2 separate regions of the Gossypium arboreum genome follow, and region 1 is linked to region 2. Evidence: chromatin contacts called from public Hi-C data. All regions are on one chromosome and are shown on one strand. Each heading gives the region's core, a stretch centred on a gene start, on an enhancer-like site or on the middle of the called end of the contact. The rest is flanking DNA. Distances are from core to core; before and after follow the strand shown. Region 1 holds the start of LOC108484370. Region 2 holds the start of LOC108460270 (somatic embryogenesis receptor kinase 1).

Region 1 (3,396 bases), core at 828-3,327, 460 kb before region 2:
TACATTAGCTAGCTGTGACAGCTGAAGATTCCAATGCTACTATATTTGCGGTCAAACTGCATATCTCTTTAGCTCCTTGATTTCAATAGTATTTTCTCAAATCAATTAAGTTCATGGTCTTTTATATAACCTTATAATCAGGTTAGGTCTGAAATATCAATTAGGACATCTAAAATACGATTTCAGTTGAATACCTCTTACAACATGAATGCTTTCACCACTTCTTGGATTCCAGATCCTCAATGTAGCATCTTCAGAACCAGAACATATTGTTTTGCCTAGTTAAATCACATATATACTTATCAGATTTGCTCAAACAGAAAGCAAGATGCAAAAACAGAAAAAGAAGAGCAAAACAAATGATCTAACAGTAGAGAATGAAAAGTTAGTACCATCAGGGGTAAAATCACCACAGGTCACAATGGCACCATGGCCTGAGAATACATTAAGACACTTCCCATTATCAGCATTCCACATCCAAGCAGTGCAATCCTCAGATCCGGCTAAGATTAGATGACCTTTTGGGTGCCACCTAATCCACTATCAGGCAAGAAGTCCATCATTAATTAAGTTCCAAAGAAAACATATAATATTAAGAGTAGTTAGCATCCAAGTATTATTTAGTTTTACCTCAATGCCACCTCCAGGACCCTCAAGTGTGCGTTTGTAATTTCCAAAGGTATCCCAAACTTTAACAAGTCCGTCAAAACCTCCAGATGCAAGTAGTTGTCCATCACTGCTAAAGGCTAAACTAGAGACTGAATCGGTATGGCCTGCACAGGCATTGCATTTACAAGAGGTTTAATAGAAGCATAAGAAATGAAGAATGTTAGAAAAGTCAACGGCACACACATCCACTTTGGCAAAATGCAAAAGTAATATTGGCTTCAATAAATCACTGCAGGGAAAAACTTGTACTGCAAAAAGAGAGTGAACTGTCTAGATGTTGTATTGTATCATGGCCATACCTCGGAGCTCAGAAGCCCAATCAGCATGACCTATCTTCCAAAGGAACCCCTTATCATCTCCACCCCCAGTAGCCACTAACACTGGATCTGTTGGGCTACAGGCAACTGCATAAAGTTCACCTGGAAAAACATTCATCGCATTAAGATTCTGTACAAATTCTGGTGAGTTTTCACTCTAAATTCTTTTAGTCGCATAGAGGATGACTTTCATAATGATTTTGTTTTTCTTACAAACTTTCGTAATGATGCTTGATGTTCATCTATTGTGAAAAATAGCCTTCATGAAGGAAGCTAGTAGTAAAGAGTAAATTGAGATAGAATAAACATTACAATAATCTGATGGGACAACCCCTTCTAAATATTCTAGTTCCCATTTCTATATTGATGGAATAATTTCGTAAACAATTTTAAGATCTGTTTTCCCCTTTAAGGAAATACATATTAGTTTTGACAGTTGAGCTGGTAATCAAAGCAAGTTTCTCTCAAGACCAATAGTATGGCAAATTAAAATTCAACAAACATCACTGATTATTTCCAGGAACTAATATCGAATCTCAAATTAAACTTAAAATCCAGATAAATCAAGGCCTGAACAATAAAATTCAGCCGTTTGAAGCTACCACGAAATCTAATCCCAGGTTTGAACATAAAAACACAAAACAACAACTAAAAAAAGAAATTGTTAATACCCGTATGGCCAGTGAATATGTGAATGGAATCATCTGTATCCTCAATATTTTCAGTATCATCCTCATCGTCAGCATCAGGAAGATCTGAATAAACCCACGCACAGAAAGAAAAATAAAAATAATATTAAAAGAATATAGTTACTAAGGAAACGTAAATTTAGACAGAGAGACCGAAACCTTCTTCGTCGACATCAACTTCGTGGATTATGTCGGATTCATCAACGAATACCTGGCCCTGCTCCTCGTCATCCTGGGCTGGCATGTTCTTATTTTTTTTTTCTTGGTTTTTGTGTTGAAGCAGCTGTGAGAGTAGAGGCTAATAAGGGGTTTTAAAGGTGTCTCACCATGAATATATGTTTCGGTCGTAGCCTTGATGTGTCAGAACTCGTTAGATTTGACTTGTGAACCCAAACTTTGACTCGCCTCAGTAAACATCTATAATATATAAATTTTAAAAAACAAAATTAATTGACAGTTATAAAGAATGTTGACTCAATTGAGTTTTTAATGATTAAAAATATTAATTAGTTTTATTAATTAATAAAAATTATAAGTTGATTGGTTTGATAGTTAATTTTCTTCACATGATTAATAGAAATTACTAAAATTATCTCGTGCGAGTAAAAATAATTTTTGAAATGTACATACAAATAAATTTGGACAGCATTGTTCAGATTAATTTTGGATGAATAAATTTTTAAAAATTATAAAAATTATTGAAAATTATAAAAATTCTAAAATATGTATAAAATATTTTGTTAAATATGACTCCTATTTTCAGTCAAATTTGAGAAATAATTTTTCAGTTAAACTCTATTTACTTGTTTCAATCAAACACTGATTAGTTTAGATTATTTTATTATTATTTGACCTATGAATTTAGCCTATAAATAGCTCTTTTACAACCTTAGAAATACACTTCCATTAGAGATTAGAACTCATAACACATTTAGATAATTTTGTGTTTACGTTTTGTGGATTCTTTGTTTTCGTGTTTTCGGGGTTTAGTTTTTATCTCCATCTTTTGTACTGTTCGTTCTTTTGCCATTATAATAAAATTATCTTTGCCCCTGGTTTTTTATCCTCTTTGGAGGGGTTTTTCCACGTTAAATTTGTGTGTTCAATTTCTCAATTTATTCCGCTATTTTACTTGTTCGTTGCTTAATCGGGTCGAAATCCTAACAAGTGGTATCAGAGCTAGTTCAATTTTCATAGATCAGCCCGTTCAGAGATGGCAACAACAATGTTTGAAATTGAGAAGTTCGATGGTGAGACAAATTTCAATCTGTGGCAAGTTCGGATGATGGTAATTCTAGTTCAATCAGGCTTGAAAAAGGTTGTTACTGGGAAAAATCCTGAGAATCTAAATAAAACAGAATAGGAAGAGCTTGATGAAAATGCTTTGTCTGCAATCCAGTTGTGCCTCGTGAATATGGTATTGCAGGAGGTATTGATGGAGAAAACCTCATCCACCTTGTGCAAAAGGTTAGAAACTCTTTATGCGACTAAGTCTCTGGCTAATCGTTTAGTGTTGAAACAACGTCTATTTACGTTTCGCATGAATGAAGGTGAGCTTCTTAGAGATCACATCAGTCAATTTATTACTCTTTTAAATGATTTAAAGAATGTTGAGGTTTATATTGACGATGAAGATCAGGCTATACTATTATTGTGCTCTTTACCCCCTTCATACAAGTCTTTCAGGGAGACCCTAATTTATGGCAGAGACAAACTCTCGT
Region 2 (3,775 bases), core at 1,020-3,519:
GTAGATATTATATTGTCAATCACTATATTAAGAATAGGGCCGAAGGATTTCTTGCTATGGGGTCACTCTCATACAGATATTTTTTTTCTAATTAAGAAAGGCTATTCATGGCTCTTGTTGAGTTCATTAAGCCACGGTCCACACCGGGCACTTTGGAGGCAACTATGTAAGCTTACCATGCTTCCTAATGTGAAAATATTTGCTTGGTGTGTGGGGCATGAAATCTTCTTGCCTACTCATTTTAAGATTTCAGTGTTTAAAGTTCCTCTTAATTTTGCTTGTAGCCATTATGGTGCTGAGAGGGAAACAATTTTCCATGCTCTACATGATTGTCCAATCTCAAATGCTATATTGAGGTTATCAAGTATTAGTGACTATTTTTACTTTCAATGCCTTTTATTGTGCTCACTAGCTTGCATTTGCCATACGCAAGTTGGACAGGGTTTCAATGGCTAGCTTTTGTATGCTATTACGAGAGTCTTAGAACATAAGAAATAATGAAGTCTTGCATGGATGCCTCACTCCACCTCATGTTGTGCTAAATTATGTGTAATCTTTACATAATGAGTTCCACATTCACAACCTACTTAATTGATTGATCTTGTTGTGGAAGCCTTACAGAGGGCGTTGGGTTCTTTCTTGTATTAGTCGAGTGAAAGTGAACATGGATGCTACATAGGACAAGCATACGCGCATGATTGGGTTTGGGGCCATTGCGTGGGATGTAGATGGGCTAATTTTGGGTGGGACAACAACTAAGGCATTCAATTGCTTTGACTTATCTTTGGCAGAGTCCTACGTAGTGATTTTGAGCCTCAATTTGGCTAGTGACATGGGATTTAAGATATTGTAATAGAGTCTAATTCTTATGTTGTAATCTCTAATTTTAACCATGTAATGCTTGACTTATCTTTGTTGTGCCAATTTGTTTTGGAGGCTCGTTCTCTGTTTTTAGACTTTGAACATTTAGACTTTGTTTTTGCTTATGATTGACCAATAAAGTTACTGACTTGCTATGTTGCATGGTCTTAAATGATGCTAATGAGGTTTGATTTTGTGTGGACTACTTCACGAACTTCATGACCTTGTAATGGTAGTCATTGTTTGATTGAATTGAATGGAATCGCTCATTTATTTTTTTTTAAAAAAAAACAATGCTTTATATATAATATAATATAACATATAATATAATATATTTATAATTATAATTATTTTTATTATTTTAATTAAAAATATTGAATATAAAGATTGAAGATAACAACAATAACTAATAAATAATAAAATTATCCTTTTATTTAAAATTTATTTAATAAATAAGTAAATTTTTTAAATCAAACTCAGGGTTTAAGTTTAAAATTACTCCAAATCAACTACAAATAGCATTGTAAGGAATAATTGAACTAATATAAGAAGCAACTCATATATGGTGAGTTTTAAGTCTAAAAGAATTTAGAGACAAACATCACATGTTTTATGTAAAAGTGAGAGTTGAACTTAGGACATGTAGTAAGACTTTAGTCTTTATTACCTATACCAAAATCTCATTTATAATTCAACAATTATTTTTAAAAAAATTTCATTTATTTAATAAATATCAAATTTAAAGTATTAATGTTAAAGTCTCTCAAATTTATTACATGGAATCAATATTTAAATATGATGTAATTCAATTCAATTTATTAGATTGAACTAATTTGGAATGGATGGATTTAGATATAACAAAAAAATAGATAAATATCAAAATTATATATGAATTTTGATTTAATATGCAATGTTATACATGAACTTTAATTTTGTGCAATTTTATATATAAAATTTGATTTGATTCAATTTTCAAAATTACTAACAACAGCATCGAATTAGCACAATTTTATATTGATGTATTACATATACAATTAGTTATATTAATCTGATATTAAAATAAATATATATTAATTAAAATGTGTAAAATTAAATCAAAATTAAAATTTCATATATAAATAATTCAAATTACATATGTATAATCATAACAAATTATAAATTTAACCAAGTATAAATTTAAGATTTTCCTTAAAAAATTAAAATAAGTAAAAGAAAGCCGTATACTAATTTAAAATTTAGAAGTGTATAAACGGAACTCTTATCATATTACTTTGAATAATTATAGCACAAAGAAGATTTTCAATTAAAAGAGATGCGCAGTGGGGGATCCACGGTCCAACATTTTGACCGAAAAACGGAAATGAAACCCCAAAACTACCCTCAAAGCCTTATTTATGTCGCTTTCCATTATATAGCGCGAACCCGTTTTGACTGCGTTCGGGCAACGGTCAGCACGTTCGGTCACCTCTTTTACTGCACGCTTCGCTCTCATTTCTCAAAGAAAAAAAAGAGGATAAAATAAAAATTAATTTTCCCTTTCTCTCTCAAAATCACTCCATCACTTGACTTACAAAGAGAAAGTTTTGAGAAACGCAAAAAGGAAAGTTGATTTCTTTTTTATTTTGTTTTTTAAAACTTGCTAAAAGAAAGGGTTTAAAAAAAAGAGTAATTTTTGGCTTGGTTTTTCTCTTTTCTTTTTCTTTGTATTTATGTTTTTGTTGGCTGCCTTTTTTGGGCATGCTTTTGAATGGAGGGGAGTGGGATCAAAGGGAAGGATTTGATTGAGGAGATTTTTTGGGCGGTAATGGTGGGAGTTGAGAGCTAGGGTTTTTGGTTTTTGGTTTTTTGCTGTAATGTTGTGTTGTTGGGGTTTCTGTATTGTTTGGATCTAAGGATATTTAGATTGAGAGCTTAAAAAAATTTAAATTAAAAAGTTGCAGCTTTTAGTTTCCCCTTTCTTTTGTCAAATGGAAGGAAGCAAAAAGGTTAAATCTTTGGTTTTGGTTTGTTTGATCTCGGTGCTACTGCATCCATTCTGGCTTATTTCTGCTAATGTGGAAGGTGAACATGTCTTCCTTTTTTTTACTCTACCGGCAACTCCTTTTTTTTTTATTTGCATTCAATAATTTTTGGAGTTTGATCCTTGATTTTTGTAACTTCGCTGAATGGGGCTTTTGATATTTCTTCTTATAATTTGGTTTTGAGTTTGAAAATGTCTGTGCTTTATACTTGTTTTCCTGATGGTTGGAAGTTTCATTTTTTGTGTGTTTTGCTTTTGGGAGATTACTTTAGAAGTGTTTAATTTGATTGTACGGATTCTGCTCCTTGTTGTCAATCAAATGTTAGTATTATGCAATATGGTTGTACAATTTGTGGCTCTTGTTATATTGGGTATCTTAGAACATGTCTCAGAAAAATGCTTTTTTCTAGAATGGCTTTGTGATAATTCAGATTGTGACGTTTTATTGTTCACAGTAGTTGCGTACTTTAGACATTAAATGTTGGTGATACTGTAGAAGTCATGGCTTCTTCGCACAATTGAAATTGTTTTTCACATCCCTTGCTGGTTTGATAGCAGATCTATTATGCTCGTGAGGTCGTTAAACTCGCACTGTTTAATATTAAAGAATTTTGTATTGCTTCTTTTTTTTGGTTAACTACTGGTTCAATGTATGTTATATTTACATTTGACTTCCAGTACTGCAAAATTTAGAAGATTTTGTTGCTGTAACTGTTGAAGTATGATACAGTTAATGTCTTGTACTGTTTCAAACTGTTTGAGCTTCTTCAAGTAACTGCTTTCTGCTTGTTGATAGACCTGCTAATGCTTTGTGAGTGTTGATGAATATGCTTTCTAGATATAGTTCGGTAGCAGGTTGGCTGTGCTATATATTTTTAACATTTGCATTGTTTT

The links. A called contact is a pair of places that touch in the nucleus more often than the background predicts.
Region 1: a contact with region 2 is called in a Hi-C map of leaf, with 5 times the contacts expected there. The contact joins the promoter of LOC108484370 here to the promoter of LOC108460270 in region 2. A contact is called at or near these places in 2 of 5 Hi-C or Micro-C datasets (both in leaf).

The regions. Positions count from the first base shown.
Region 1 is chr6:85,013,232-85,016,627 of ASM2569848v2, reverse strand. LOC108484370 reads right to left here and starts at 2,077. Exons shown (of 10, transcript XM_053029239.1): 1 at 1,835-2,077; 2 at 1,658-1,741; 3 at 969-1,088; 4 at 631-773; 5 at 393-540; 6 at 195-278. The coding sequence starts at 1,919.
Region 2 is chr6:84,555,159-84,558,933 of ASM2569848v2, reverse strand. It overlaps LOC108460270 (somatic embryogenesis receptor kinase 1), which reads left to right and starts at 2,269. Exons shown (of 11, transcript XM_017759707.2): 1 at 2,269-2,922. The coding sequence starts at 2,829.